Regions from separate parts of the Mus musculus genome. Here regions 1, 2, 4 and 5 are each linked to region 3. The links are chromatin contacts, called in public Hi-C and HiChIP or PLAC-seq maps. All regions are on one chromosome and are shown on one strand. The core of a region is the stretch at or near the end of the contact, and the rest is flanking DNA. Distances in the headings are between cores, read along the strand shown.

Region 1 (2,727 bases), core at 74-2,573, 410 kb after region 3:
GTGGTGCTTGCCCTTTGAGGTTTGTGGTTTGAATCTGAAGTCAGCCCGGTTGTGTGATTTTTCTCTGACAGAATTCAGCTGTGAGGATACAGGGAAGGAAGCGGGCCAGGCCTGGGAGAAGAAAAGACTCTGGGGAGATGGCATGTAATCTGGTAAGGAAGTGTGGCTAAGGGAGGAGCCTGGCTGGGGGAAATGAGTGTCGGAGTGTGAAGTATCTAACGCAAGCACTCTGGAAGGCAAGGGTGTTTAGAATGCTGGTAGGAGCGATTCCAGGCCTGAGTTTCACCCATGGAGTGAGTGAGGCTTCTTGGGGATACAGGGAAAAGGCAAGTGAAGAAGACAGGACTGAAGAAGGGTCTTAAGAGGGGACTCTTGCTGGGTGGTGGTAGCACACGCCTTTAATCCCAGCACTTGGGAGGCAGAGGCAGGTGGATTTCTGAGTTCAAGGCTAGCCTGGTCTACAAAGTGAGTTCCAGGACAGCCAGGGCTACACAAAGAAACCCTGTCTCAACCCTCCCCTATCCCCCCCCCCCCAAAAAAAAAAGAGAGGACTCTTTCCTCTTCTGGTTGGTTGCTCAAAAGCTCTGAAAGCAAAGAGGAAGGGCCTGTGGAACAGCAGCTTCCAGTGTGGAGGGCCAGTTCTGGTAGTGGGTAGCAAGAGTTTCAGAGGGAAATGGGTGAGAGCTGCCCTGGGTACAAGGTGGGCAGGAAATAGGTGAGAGCTGCCCTGGGTACAAGGTGGGCAGGACCCATTGATTTTTGAAGCAGGTAGGCTGTGACAGGAGTGGTGGCTTCTTGAGAGGCAGGGAGACAGCCAAGTGTCTGTAAGGATGTGGATTAGTTAGCTCTCTCTTTCTCTAGGTTCCCAGAAAGCCTGGTGGGAGAGTGGACTGGATAGTGGTGCAGACCATGCAGGAGTGGTGGGTACTGTTTTATGTTTTCTCTCCTACCAGCCTCTTTTTTTTTTTTTTTTCTTGTCTGTGGACTTTGATTCAAGCATTACTAGTACAGAACATTTTTATTTAAAACATATTTATCTACTTATTCACTCATGTGTGTATGATGTGTGTGTGTATGTATATATTCAGGTAGGCAGCTGCCCTACTCTCCCAAGTAAGGACATTACAGCACTGCCTCACCATCTTCAGCACAAGAAACCTTTAAAGGCTTGCTATATTTGGGTTGGAACAAGTTGTAAATCTCTCTATAGAAATGAAATAGTGGATGACCCATATAACCCCAGCACTGAGGGGAATGCTGCTGAGGCAGAGTTCCTTCAAGTTCCAGACCAGCCTGGGCAACAGAGTGAGACAATGTTTAAAGATAAAGTAGAAGTTTAGAAGTAACAATGTAACAATTTAGGGCTCTCCCTCTTCAGTTATGTGGCAGGGTAAAGCCATCTTGTATCAGCATTCGTAGTGTACTTCTGTTCTTTTTTGCAGAGTATACACACACACACCCCACCCCACCCCACCCCTGTTTGTGTGTGTGTGTGTGTGTGTGTGTGTGTGTGTCCCAGTACTGGCTCTGTAGACCAGGCTGGCCTGGAACTCAGAGATCCACCTGTCTCTGCCTCCCAAGTACTAGGAATAAAGGCCCGTGTGCCTCCACTTGGCCCAAAACCTTATTTTTAACATTTTATTTTATTAGTATTCTTTTTACTTTTAAGGTAACAGCGTGGAAAGTTGAGGGTATTGTTCAAAGGATACAAAATTTCCTTCAGAAAGGCCTAAGTTCAAGATCCTATTGTATATGGAAACTGGAGTAATAACAATGAATCCCCTAGATTCTAAGTGAGTAATAACAATGTGTCTTCTAGATTTTAAGTGTGTCCCTTCACAGAAAATGACACCTGGTGAAGCAATGCATTTGTTAATTCCCTTTGGAGCCATTCCACAAGTATACTATACATACTCCAAAACATACTGGATATGACAAGTGTATACTGCATTTTGTGATTTAAAAAATAAGAAAAGCCAGACTGGCTACTGGGTAGTAGTGATTGTTTTGTAAGTCTCATGTCCTGGGTTAGGACCCATAATCAGTAGTGAGAGGACATTGGTGGGACAACTCCCAAAAGTGACCCCTATGATGTATCTTAGCATACACACTCAGATTCTCACACTCACACACAATAAGTAAATATATACACAAATAATAAGAAAAGCCAATTCTTAGCACTGTCAACTATTACATGATAGTTATATGTTCAGTATTCACACTGAGAAAATACTAAAGTTACTGTGACTTCAGAAACAGAAATTTGACTTTAATAAGTGGGGTGTGATGGTACCTACTTATAATCCTAGTATTTAAGAGGCTAAGGCAGGAGGATTGCTGCAGGTTGGAGAATAGCTTGAACTTCATAGTGAATTGGAGGCTAGCCTGGACTACATAGTGAGACATGTCCTTATAAATATTTTTTTCAGTTTTTGTTTTATGTGTATGAATGTTTTGCCTGCATGTACAGCTACCTAGTAGGTGAGAAGAGGGCATCAGATTCCCTGGAAATAGAGTACAGAGGGCTGCGAGCTAACCTGTGGATGCCCGTGTTCTTAGCTGCTAAACCATCTCTCAAGCCCTGAGGATGTATCTTTAGGGGAAAATCAGCAAGCTGGACATGGTGGTGGATAGTTTTAATTACAACACTTGGGAGACAGAGGCAAATGTATCTCTTAGGAGTTCAAGAGTAGCCTGGTCCACACACATACTGAGTTCCAGGTCAGC
Region 2 (2,700 bases), core at 131-2,630, 440 kb after region 3:
ACCTGTCAGAATCTGTTTTCTTTCCACTGTGTGGGTCCTGGGGCTTGAACTTGAGACATCAGGCTTGATGACAAGGGTCGTTACCCTCGGCCATCTTTCCAGACCCATTATACTGAGTGTTTTAAATACATTTAACTAGTACACTTGAGAACAGTTTCTCCTGTAGTCCAGGATGCCCTTGAGTTCCTGATCCACCTTGCACGTGCTGGGATTATAGGCCTGTGTTACCACGCTGGCTACACATGTCAGTGTTCAGACCCCAACTGTAAGCCTGGTGGCAAGTGTCCTTGTCCCCTGGGCCAGCTTGGCAGGACTATTAGTGCGTTTGGACACATATTCCTGGATGAGATTGCATTATCTACTAAGGAGAAACGAGTCCAAGCGTCAAATGTCTACACTGAAACTTAAACATTTACCCACTTACTGTAGAAATAGCACAAGTGTCCATCCAGCAGCTGCTGAATGCATAAGCAGGATGTGGCCGATCCATACAGTGGAGGATTATTTATCAGTTAGAAGGTGACAAAGGCTTGGAAGATACCACAGCATAGAGGAACCTCAGAAATATGCTATTGAAAGAAGCCAGTCATGGGAGACACAGTGTGCCTTCTTCATTCATAGGAAATGTCTAAAATTGGTAAATTTATAAGAAAAGAAAAGACTGGATCTGTGGTGCCTCAGGAGTGACTGCCAGTGGGCTGGCTGCTTATGGAGCTGGCCATAACATTGCTAAATGGCATTAATGATGGGCTGCATCAATTCAGATCCACTAAAAACTATTGTGCTCTGCCCTTGTAGTGGATGTGTCTTTATGTTATCCAAACTGTACGTTGACAGGATGTTTTTAAAGGACTGGTGAGATAGCTCAGTGGGAAAAGGTATTTGCCATCACATTGTAGAATGAGAAAACTGAATTCTGAAGGTTGTCCTTTGACCTTCTCATATACAGTGTGTGTGTGTGTGTGTGTGTGTGTGTGCGCGCGCGCGCGCGTGAACACCCAGGTATACACATAGTGAGTAAGAAAACAGTGTTAGGTGGTGGTGGCTTAGGCCTTTAATCCCACCACTGGGGCTGATCCCTTGAGTTCCAGGACAGTTCCAGGACAGCTAGGCTACACAGAGGAACCCTGTCTTGAAAAACAAACAAAAAGTATCCGTGTGGTTGTTTGAATGATAAATATTTTTTAAAGGTAGAGTTACAGTTACTGTTTAGAAGGCTACTATGTTCCCGAAGCTGTGATGGGTGGTGAGAGTTTTGTGGGTAGGGAGCTTGCTCTGCTGTTCATCCAGGCTGACCTTGATCTTCCTGCCTGTTCTCACTGGTGCTGCCATCCCAGGCGCACTGCTGCACCCAGATGGACTTGAACTCTGTTTATCTGATAGGACCTAGGCCAGGTCACTAAGTGTTTTTGCTTTCATTTTTCCCCAGCACACATTTCAGTAATGGTGTGGTCAAAGGATGTGGCTTATCTCATCTGTGTTCAGGTGGTTTTCAGGACCAATGTCAAGACTGTTTAGCAGGGGAAAGTCATCTCTTCAGCAGTGGAATGGAGGGACTAGATATCCCCATGAAAAAGAAGTAATTAAATCCTTATTTCATACATCAATGACCTCCAAGTGGATTAAAGATCTAACTTGAAGAGCTAAAATTATGAAATTCTTAGAAGAAAACATAGGTCAAATTTTGATTAGAAAATAGATATAAATGGCTAATATAAATGCATGTAAAGATTCTCAGTGGCCTTAGTAGAGAATAGCCACACTGATATCTGACTTCATTCCTAGTGAGGATCAACTTAATAAAAAGCAGAACATAGGGCTTGGAGAGATACTCAGTGCCCTTTTCTGACCTCCATGGGACCAGGCACTCATGTGCCTCACATCTGTGTGTTTAGGCAAAATCAGAGCTGTGCATGGTGATGTGAACATAAACAAAATGGTGCAGAAAATATGGGTATTTCCCCCCCCAAAATTAACTGTGCAATTATTATGTGACCTAGTTTACTTCCCCTTCTCCCCGACTGAAAACAAGGACTAGCATTTGTATGCTGGTGCTTATTACAGTATTACTCATAGTAGATAAAAAGGAGAAACAGGTACTCAACAGAAAAATGGATTAAAAATACCGTGATATTGCTAAACGCATGAAACTCAAGAAGAATGAAGACCAAAGTGTGGACACTTTGTCACTTCTTAGAATTGGAAACAAAACACCCATGGAAGGAGTTACAGACACAAAGTTTGGAGCTGAGACAAAAAGATGGACCATCTAGAGACTGCCATATCCGGGGATCCATCCCATAATCAGCTTCCAAACGCTGACACCATTGCATACACTAGCAAGATTTTGCTGAAAGGACCCAAATATAGCTGTCTCTTGTGAGACTAGGCAGGGGCCTAGCAAACACAGAAGTGGATGCTCATAGTCAGCTATTGGATGGATCACAGGGCCCCCAATGGAGGATCTAGAGAAAGTACCCAAGGAGCTAAATGGATCTGCAACCCTATAGGTGAAACAACAATATGAACTAACCAGTACCCCGGAACTCTTGACTCTAGCTGCATATGTATCAGAAGATGGCCTAGTCGGCCATCACTGGAAAGAGAGGCCCATTGGTCATGCAAACTTAATATGCCTCAGTAGAGGGGAACACCAGGGCCAAGAAGTGGGAGTGGGTGGGTAGGGGAGTGGGTGGGGGA
Region 3 (2,700 bases), core at 65-2,564:
AGTTAGATCAAGTCTGACTGTTGGCAGGCTTGAAGATGGAGGATGAGGCTACCGTAGGCCAATGTAAACACAGGAGGTCCTGACCACTCTGCTAGTGGCTATCTGGGGGGTAAAGTCTATAGTCCCCTGACCCAGGCTGGAAAAGTGAGAAACTTCCAAGTCACACTGATGCTATCTCCCCCACATTCCTAATCTTCTAGGAATTTCAGGGCTGCCTCGCCTCTACCGCCTTGAAATGTTATCTCGTATGAAAAAAAAAGGAGGCAAGAAATGCTATGTCTGGTAGGCCGCTTGCAACTGCAGACTTTAAAAATCCAAGCTGGAAAACAGCCTTAGAGAAGTAGCTAAAACCCCACGCCGAGGCTGTTGACCAGTCTGGCGTGCCAGCGGCTAAGTATTTTACCCTCGGTCCCTTCAGGTACAAATCAAACCGGAGTTACATAGGACTCTTAACAAACATGCTCTAACAGGCACATGTGTGGACTTGTGAAATCTGTGGTCACTTCCTAAGGCCGGGCTCACAAAGCCAGTTCTTAACAAACATGACTAAGAGTAGTTCCTCTTAGTCATGACGCCTGCGTTTCACATAGGTTCCAGAGCGAGGTTTTGCTGGGAGCTGCTGAACCAGTCATTTAGGCTTCTTCTAAGAGTGGATGATTATGAAGGCATATCATAAGTGGAACTGAAAAGCAAATGAACGCATCGCCAACAAAAATACTTAAATAATTTAAATTGGCCTAAAAAAAAAAAAAACACTCACACACAAACAAAAAACAAAAGCAAAAGCAAAAAAGCAAGCCAGCCCACTGTGTCTGCTTCCCGGCTAGCTGACTCTCGTTCTGTACCCTGGGGCTCACAGTTTCCTCCGAAGGAGCTGTTTCTGGTTATTACAGGAAAGGCATTCATTCCCAGGCAGATCTCCCCTACAGTTTAGCTCCTCTGGCCTCACACCCGATGTGTGTTTACCCAGTGTCTCCCTGTCTCTGTGTGGTTGGTGTGTGTGTTTGGGGGATGGGGAGGGGGAGGGGGCGCGTGCGTCAAAGCCAGGACCTCTACCACTGAGTTACGTACTCAGGCCTCTTGTGCTTTATTGTACTTTAGTTTCTGTTGGTTTCCCTGCAAAAGGAGCGACAGAACCTTTTACAACAAACACCAAGCAGTCATATACCATCAGTCCTTAAATCCACGGATATCTTAGTCTCCTCTAGAAGCTCAGAAAGAAAACCAAGAGGAAGAAAAGGAGCACAGAGAACTAGGGGGTGAAAGGTCATTTGTCCGGGGAGGAGAATTTCCCAGTAACACCCCACCCCCTCCCCCCTGGCTTTCTGTGACCGGCAGCTCATCCTGCTGTCAGCAGACAGCCGCTCAAAGCGCTCCTGCTGAGATTTGCAGTCCAACTGGTTCCTAACAGGCAGCAGTTTTAACGACAAGAATCTTTACCTTTGCCTTCCAGACCCAGGAAGAGATAAGTCTGTGTGGCTGCAGGTTCCCCAGCCAGCTGCCTCTAACTCCCGCACTCCGGAGACTAAGGCAGGAAGATCACCAAGCCACAAGTCCGGCCTGAGCTGCACGCATACAACGCGAGACCCTGTCTATACGATTTCATTTTAAAAACAAAAGTTAAATATACACATACCAAAAAAGAAAGAAAGAAAAGAAAAATAGAAGGCTTTATTGAATCTTATCAAGTGGAGATAATGTTCTGAAGTTAAAAATAGGTTTGTAAAAGGGAGCTGGTGGGCACAGCACTCACTGCCCTTGCAGAGAACCCAGATCCAGTTCCTGTCCAGACGTCGCTCACAAGCATCTGTGACTCAAGTCTGGAGCCCTTTTCTGGCTTCCATGGGTCTAGACACACAAAATGATCGTACACATAAACTTTTTAGATATACAAAAGTAACCAGGCATGGTAGCCCATACTTTTAATCCTAGCTCAGGAGGCAGATCTCTGAATTCAAGGCCAGCCTGATCTAAATAACAAGTTCCAGGGATACACAGAGAAACCCTGTCTCAAAAATGAAAAACAAAAAACAAACACACACACACACACACACATACATATATATGTGTGTGTGTACATATATGTATGTGTATATGTATGTGTGTGTATATACATATGTATATGTGCAAGTTGGACAGTTGGTCCAGCTTGAAAGCACTGGCTGTTCTTCTGAAGGGCATGTTTGATTCCCAGCACCCACGTATTGGCTCACTATCATCTATAACTTCAGTTCCAGGGGATCCAAAGCCCTCATCTGACTTCTATGGGGTTCTAGGCACACATAAACATGCAGGTGAAATATTCCTAGACATAAAAAAATAATTCTTTAAAAACACAAAAAGGAACTGAAGGTATAGTATAGTTCAGTGGTAGAGCATGTTTTTAGTATGCAGAAGACCCTAAGTTCCAACCCCAACACCATTTTTTTAAGTAATTGAAACAAACACAAACAAAAGTCAAACAAACAAAACAGCCAGGCATGGATGGCAGCTCATGGTGGGAAAGCAGGGAGATTATGAGTTCAAGTGTTGCCTGCAGAGCAAAATTTTTGTCTCCAAATAAGGTGGGGGCAGATATGGAGCAAAAGGGCTGTGGCCGCAGTTCAACAGCAGAGTATTGGCCCAGCACACTTGCAAAGCTCTGGGTTAGATCCAAGGAAAAGGAAAAGGAAAAGAGGTGGGGGGTGGGGAGGGAAAAAG
Region 4 (2,700 bases), core at 13-2,512, 360 kb after region 3:
CAGGTTTACTTTATTGAGGAGGGAGAGAGAACTTTGGATCTAAAATGTTCCTCAGAAGTTCATGTGATGTGTCTTGGACTCCAGTGATTTATGCTTAGACACAGTTTTGGAGAAATGATTGGCACTGCCCTCATCAGTGGATTCATATAACCTGATGGTGGAAACTCTAGGGGAATGGGCATAGTTAGCTGGGAGCCAGTACTTGGGAGCATGTCCTTGAAGGCTGTCTGCTTACTGACAGATTCTTGCAGTGTAGCCCAGGCTGGCCTCAAGCCTGTGACCCTTTTTGATAGGTTATTTCTCTGATGTTGGTGAAATGAGCCAATTCACACTAGATTCGAGTCTATTAAAGGCAGGTTTATTGGGAAGCTCTCTCAGGCAGGCTAGTTCACTGGCCTCAGGAGTCGCCACGGGGGTAAGGATGGGATAAGGAAGGGAGAGAGAAAAAAAGAAAGGGCATGCAGGCAGAGAGGAGACAGAGAAAATGTCTAGAAATATAGGGAGGAGCCTCTGGGGTGAAGGGCAGCCTAGCTCCTGGGCTGGAAAGTTCAAGGTTGGGGGCAGGGAATGCCAGATAGGGACTAAAAGGACGCTAGGGAAGTCCGGAGGTCAAGTCTGCTTTGATATGTAAAATATGCACCTCAGTTCCTGGTCAGGTATAAAACCAAACACTTTTTTCCTTTAGCTTCCCAAGAGCTGGTATTACAAACAGGCTACCACACATAATTCATTTACAACATTACTGTTATTACTTTGACAGGATCTATTTAGCTTGGGCTGGTCTCGAACTTGCAGCCATTGTGATACTCAAGTCTTCACATTGGTGGGATTCCAAGATGTCTGCCGCCAGGCCCACCTGGGCACTTCCATCAGCAGGGATTCTGACAGTTCCTGTGAGAGAAAGAAACAGATCCCAACACAATAGGTTGGGATCTCACTCTAGATAAAGAGCAGACACAGCCCCAGGCCTTCCCCCACCTTGTACGTGCGCCACCAGCCATAGGCAGAAGTTGGTCCTTGCATGTGGTCCTTTGATGGCTAGGATGGCTAGGACCAGGACCATCCTAGCACACCTGGCTAAGCGTGTGATCACGCCCCTTTAGGGCGGAGCCTAAGCCATCACCAATCAGCGTCGCCGGAGGAGGGCCGCGGGTGCCCTGCGGAGCCCGCAGTTCCTGAGACCTGAGCGCTCGGAGACGCGGTGACACGGCGCGGGACTGGCGCAGAGCTCTCGGGCTCCTCAGCCTCCCTCCCCTCCCCTCCCTTCGCTGTCTTCTCCTTCTCAGCCGGACCGGAACTATGTGATCCCGGAAGTTCCGGGGCCATTGCTGTGTGGGATAAACAGTAATGGCGGAGGCTGCGGCTCCCGGAACAACAGCCACAACATCAGGAGCAGGAGCGGCAGCGGCGGCGGTGGCAGCGGCCTCCCTCACCTCTATCCCCACAGTCGCTGCCCCGTCCCCGGGGGCGGGAGGAGGGGGCGGCGGCAGCGACGGCAGCGGCGGCGGCTGGACGAAACAGGTCACCTGCAGGTAGGACGTTGCGTGGCGCGGCGGAGGGCGGGGGCTGCGGGGCCGAGCAAGAGGCGGAGGCGGGCGTCGCGGGGTCCCCGCTGCGGCTGTCCGTACAGCATCGCTGCGTCAGCCTCCGCAGAGGTTGGCCGCGGCATCGCTGCGGGTTTCAGACTGCGGGCTCGGACTGCAGGGCGGTCCCGTCACCTCGCCTCGCTCAGCGGCGCCCCGGTGCGTGCGGAGAGGACCGGTGTCCCCGCCCTGGCCTCCATCGCTACAGGTTCGGGGATGCGGCGCGAGCTCGCCGATGCGAATCGGGCTCTAACGACCCTCGGTGCGCCCTGAGACCCTCCAAGGGTCCCGGCGAGCTCGGCCGGCCCCGGGGCTCCGAGCCGGGCTATCCGTTTGTAACGTCTTTTCTGCTCTCTGCGCCGCTCACCCCCGCCCCGCCGGGAGCAGCCGCTTTTGTATGCCTTTGTATGTAAGTCGGTGGTCGGCGGTTCCGAGCTTTGTCTCCGAACCGAGCGTTCGGAGCCGGCGTTAGGCTCTTCCACCCTTGGTTTTATGAACTGCCATTATTATTACTGTCCCTTTGAGAGGCGTTCTTCTTTGCGAGAAAGGAGATCCGACCAGAGAGGTTTGGTTCTTGTTTGGTAAGCGAGACGAAATTATTGGGAAAATGTATGATCAGGTGACAGTTATACAGTACGTATGTTAAAAAATAATTCCCCAGCTATAAACGTTGGAGGAAGGATTGTTTGTATTAACGATGGGAGGGGGCTTATTGAGACAGTCCTACTGTGTGGCCCCGGTTGACCTATATAGTCTGACTGCCCTAGAATTTTCGGCAATCCTCTTGTTTTTGCCTCTCTAGTGCGGGAGTGCAGGGGTGAGATGATACCACGCCCGAGTATATAGATTTTAACTACCAGGAAGGACTATATACGCTTTTCTATCGGCTAAGAAAATTAAAAGGAAATGCCACTTTAAACCCGGCAAGGACAGTTTATTAACCGCAAATGCTAAAGGCAATTCCTAATGAACAACTCGGTGTTGATATTAACTCCCAAACTGAAGAATCTTCCAGTCTTTCCTGTAACACATTTAATAACGTCAGATTAAAGCTTTCCCCTCAGTCTGTTCTTTTTTTTTTTTTTTTGAGGCAAGGTCCAGCTTTGCAGCCTGGTTG
Region 5 (2,700 bases), core at 69-2,568, 330 kb after region 3:
TAGTGCTGGCTACTCTTACAAAGGATCTGGGAGATGATTTGGATTCAGTTCCCTGGACCCAAGTGACAGGTAACAACAGTCTGTAATTCCTGTCCCAGGGGATCAGATGTCCTCTTCTCGCCTCTGCTGCTACCTTGGAAGCATATGGTGCACAGACAATACATGCAGGCAAAAAACACACATACACATAAAAATAAATAAATAAATAAACATGCATTCACATAAAAATAAATAAAAATTTAAGACCTATTAAAATAGTATTTTGGGGACTATTAAATATTTCGTAAAATATTGAAATGAAGTGACTTGTTTGTGCTAAGTTGATAATGGGCTTGCAGAGCATGCGTGAAGGCCTGGGTTTGATCTCCAGCACTGCGGAGACCAGGCCCAGGCGTGATGATGCATGTTAATAATTCCAGTGACCAGTGACATGGGTCTTTTTTTTTTTAATAGGATGATGGGACTCTTCTCCAAACAGTTGTGTCTGATCTAGGGACTTTGGGTCACTGAAGCTCAACCTGAGAGAATAGCTGAGTTTCTTTGTCACAGGCTCTTGTTGGAGTGTGCAGAGCAAGCTTTATTAAGAATTACAGAGGTGGGGGATGGTGTCACATTCCTTTGATCCTAACCCTGGCAAGGGCAAGGCCTGATGGGTCCCTACAGAGAGTTCCAGACCAGCTAACTAAAGGCTGCTGTAGTGAGATCCTGTCTCTTAAAAAAAAAAAAAAAAAAAAATATATATATATATATATATATATATGTATATATATATATATATATATATATATATATATATAGAGAGAGAGAGAGAGAGAGAGAGAGAGAGAGAGAGAAAGAGAAAAGGGAGAGCCGGGCGTGGCTGAGTTCGAGGCTAGCCTGTTCTACAAAGTGAGTTCCAGGACAGCCAGGGCTACACAGAGAAACCCTGTCTCGAAAAAGTAAAAAAAAAAAAAGAAAAGAAAAAAGAGAGAGCCATGATACTTGTTCTATGGGTTTTTTTTTCCTGTTCATATAATATATATAGTACACAGTGCTCCCATACATATATGCCCGCACCCCAGAAGAGGGCACCAGATCCCATTATAGAGGGTTGTGAGCCACCCAGTGGTTGCTAAGAATTGAACCCAGGACCTCTCGAAAAGCTTGCATAATTCTCCGTGACTCCACAGGCTCAGCCAACAGAGGGTCCGACCCTCTATTCTTATTCCCTGGCTCAACCAGGAAATCGCCTGTGATCTGTCCGTGCACTGCCCAGTTCCTCTGCTCAAAGCCCCTTCTGCGCGGCTGTGTCTGGTTAGCGGCAGAGCTCGACTATCTGGCGGATCTTGGTCTCTATGGGTGACCCAGGCACAGTTGATCATTCGCAGCTCCCTTTGTTTTCAAGAGGATTAAGGAGCTCCCTTTTTTTTTTTTTTTTTTTTTTTTTTTTGTTCTACTCTCCGGAACTGGGTGGAGGCTTCAGGTTAAAAGCCTTTTTAGTTTGTTTTTGTTTTGTTTTGTTTTTTGTGTAGTCCTTGCATGTCCCGGAACTTGCTATGTAGATCAGGCTAAAGTCTAACTCAGACTTCCACCACCTCTCAGGGTGTGCGGCCCCAACAAAAGAAGATATTCAAAAGAGGCACCTGAGTCTCTCAATCTGACTATCAATAGAATTGAAATCAATTGGAATAATGGACCGCAAAGAGATTGGAATTCCTCCCACGGAGCTCAGGCGAAGCGAGGAACCAGCAGGAGGGGAGATTGCTCAAAGCTGCAATGAAAAAAAAAAAAAAAGTCAAACTACCTTATGGAAGGAGACTTGACTGGAGCTGTGTTTGGTACAGGTGCGGTATGGTGGAGTAGAGCCTAAAAGGAATGCTAACACTTATTTAGCCCTTAATCTAAACTTAGATCTCATTCTAAGACGCTAAATTTGAACTTGGAAGGTTTCAATGATTTCACTTTGGTTGGTTGGTTGGTTTGGTTTGGTTCGGTTTTAAAGTACAGGGTTTCTCTGTGTAGCCCTGGCTGTCCTGAGACTCGATTTTGTAGCCCAGGCTGGCTTTAAGCTCAGAGACCTATCTTTGCCTCCCTGAGTACTGGGATTAAAGGCATGTGCCATCACACCTGGCTGCATTTCACAATTTTCGGTGATCACATTGAAAAGGAATAAATCCCAGATCACTGCTTTCTACTTTCTTTTTTCTTTTTTTTTTTTTTTTTTTTTTTTAAATGACAGACTACCACTGTATAGTCCTTGGCTGGCCTAGAACTCACTATGTAGATCAGGCTGTCCTTAAATTTGACCTACCAGTGCCTCCTAGTGCTATAATTGTTATAATTAAAAATTAATCCCAGCACTTGGGAGGCAGAGGCAGGTGGATTTCTGAGTTCGAGGCCAGCCTGGTCTACAAAGTGAGTTCCAGGACAGCCAGGGCTACACAGAGAAACCCTGTCTCAAAAAACAAAACAAAAAAATTAAAAGCATGCACCAACATACCTGGTCCCAAACTTCTTTTAGGATGTGGCAAGGATGCCCTGCATCCCTTGCTGAAAACAAGCACCACTATCTGAGTTCAGCCAGGGATAAAGTTCCAAGCTTGGGAAGAAAGCAGGGAGCTGCCCCTGTGTTAAAGAGTCTCGGAGGCTCATTGCCTAGAACACCCATGGTTTGTGGTGAACTGGAATGTTAGAAATCTGGAACCAAATTATTGTGGACTA

The links. Hi-C and Micro-C count contacts between places; a contact is called where the count stands out from the background. HiChIP or PLAC-seq counts read pairs in DNA pulled down with a chosen protein or histone mark.
Region 1: a contact with region 3 is called in an H3K27ac HiChIP or PLAC-seq map of extraembryonic endoderm stem cells, with 4 times the contacts expected there. The contact joins two enhancer-like sites. A contact is called at or near these places in 2 of 484 Hi-C or Micro-C datasets (B cells and embryonic stem cells) and 2 of 115 datasets of contacts at active chromatin or transcription factors (extraembryonic endoderm stem cells and pancreatic cancer cells).
Region 2: a contact with region 3 is called in a Hi-C map of the N1E-115 cell line, with 6 times the contacts expected there. The contact joins two enhancer-like sites. A contact is called at or near these places in 2 of 484 Hi-C or Micro-C datasets (the N1E-115 cell line and embryonic stem cells) and 3 of 115 datasets of contacts at active chromatin or transcription factors (embryonic stem cells, extraembryonic endoderm stem cells and stem cell-derived stembryo).
Region 4: an H3K27ac HiChIP or PLAC-seq map of extraembryonic endoderm stem cells shows a contact between it and region 3, with 6 times the contacts expected there. The contact joins the promoter of Mkrn1 here to the enhancer-like site in region 3. A contact is called at or near these places in 16 of 39 promoter capture datasets (the 3T3-L1 cell line, 3T3-L1-derived adipocytes, the C10 cell line and 11 more), 6 of 484 Hi-C or Micro-C datasets (B cells, the Ba/F3 cell line, the N1E-115 cell line and 3 more), 9 of 115 datasets of contacts at active chromatin or transcription factors (T-cell acute lymphoblastic leukemia, bone marrow-derived macrophages, embryonic stem cells and 3 more) and 3 of 9 other capture datasets (adipose tissue, embryonic stem cells and liver).
Region 5: an H3K27ac HiChIP or PLAC-seq map of extraembryonic endoderm stem cells shows a contact between it and region 3. The contact joins two enhancer-like sites. A contact is called at or near these places in 2 of 15 datasets of contacts at CTCF or cohesin (the NIH/3T3 cell line and large pre-B cells), 6 of 484 Hi-C or Micro-C datasets (the N1E-115 cell line, embryonic stem cells and pro-B cells), 10 of 115 datasets of contacts at active chromatin or transcription factors (the NIH/3T3 cell line, bone marrow-derived macrophages, embryonic stem cells and 5 more) and 1 of 9 other capture datasets (embryonic stem cells).

The regions. Positions count from the first base shown.
Region 1 is chr6:39,370,272-39,372,998 of GRCm38.p6, reverse strand. All of the region lies in intron 1 of Slc37a3 (solute carrier family 37 (glycerol-3-phosphate transporter), member 3), which reads left to right. Among named protein-coding and RNA genes, the nearest start is that of Slc37a3, 6.1 kb to the left of the region's middle. Within about 2 kb of position 1,323, at least 3 of the 459 cell types and tissues checked have an H3K27ac peak or open chromatin away from gene starts, as enhancers often do. A contact at or near this core is called in extraembryonic endoderm stem cells, where this site is marked.
Region 2 is chr6:39,340,656-39,343,355 of GRCm38.p6, reverse strand. All of the region lies in intron 13 of Slc37a3 (solute carrier family 37 (glycerol-3-phosphate transporter), member 3), which reads left to right. Among named protein-coding and RNA genes, the nearest start is that of Slc37a3, 36 kb to the left of the region's middle. Within about 2 kb of position 1,380, at least 19 of the 459 cell types and tissues checked have an H3K27ac peak or open chromatin away from gene starts, as enhancers often do. A contact at or near this core is called in the N1E-115 cell line, where this site is marked.
Region 3 is chr6:39,779,720-39,782,419 of GRCm38.p6, reverse strand. No RefSeq gene overlaps it. Among named protein-coding and RNA genes, the nearest start is that of Mrps33, 30 kb to the left of the region's middle. Within about 2 kb of position 1,314, at least 194 of the 459 cell types and tissues checked have an H3K27ac peak or open chromatin away from gene starts, as enhancers often do. A contact at or near this core is called in B cells, the Ba/F3 cell line, the HPC-7 cell line and 11 more, where this site is marked.
Region 4 is chr6:39,418,931-39,421,630 of GRCm38.p6, reverse strand. It overlaps Mkrn1 (makorin, ring finger protein, 1), which reads left to right and starts at 1,262. Exons shown (of 8, transcript NM_018810.2): 1 at 1,262-1,532. The coding sequence starts at 1,348. Gm10244 (predicted gene 10244) reads right to left here and starts at 1,253. Exons shown (of 2, transcript NR_152168.1): 1 at 979-1,253; 2 at 337-891.
Region 5 is chr6:39,444,924-39,447,623 of GRCm38.p6, reverse strand. No RefSeq gene overlaps it. Among named protein-coding and RNA genes, the nearest start is that of Gm25402, 24 kb to the right of the region's middle. Within about 2 kb of position 1,318, at least 105 of the 459 cell types and tissues checked have an H3K27ac peak or open chromatin away from gene starts, as enhancers often do. A contact at or near this core is called in bone marrow-derived macrophages, embryonic stem cells, epiblast stem cells and 1 more, where this site is marked.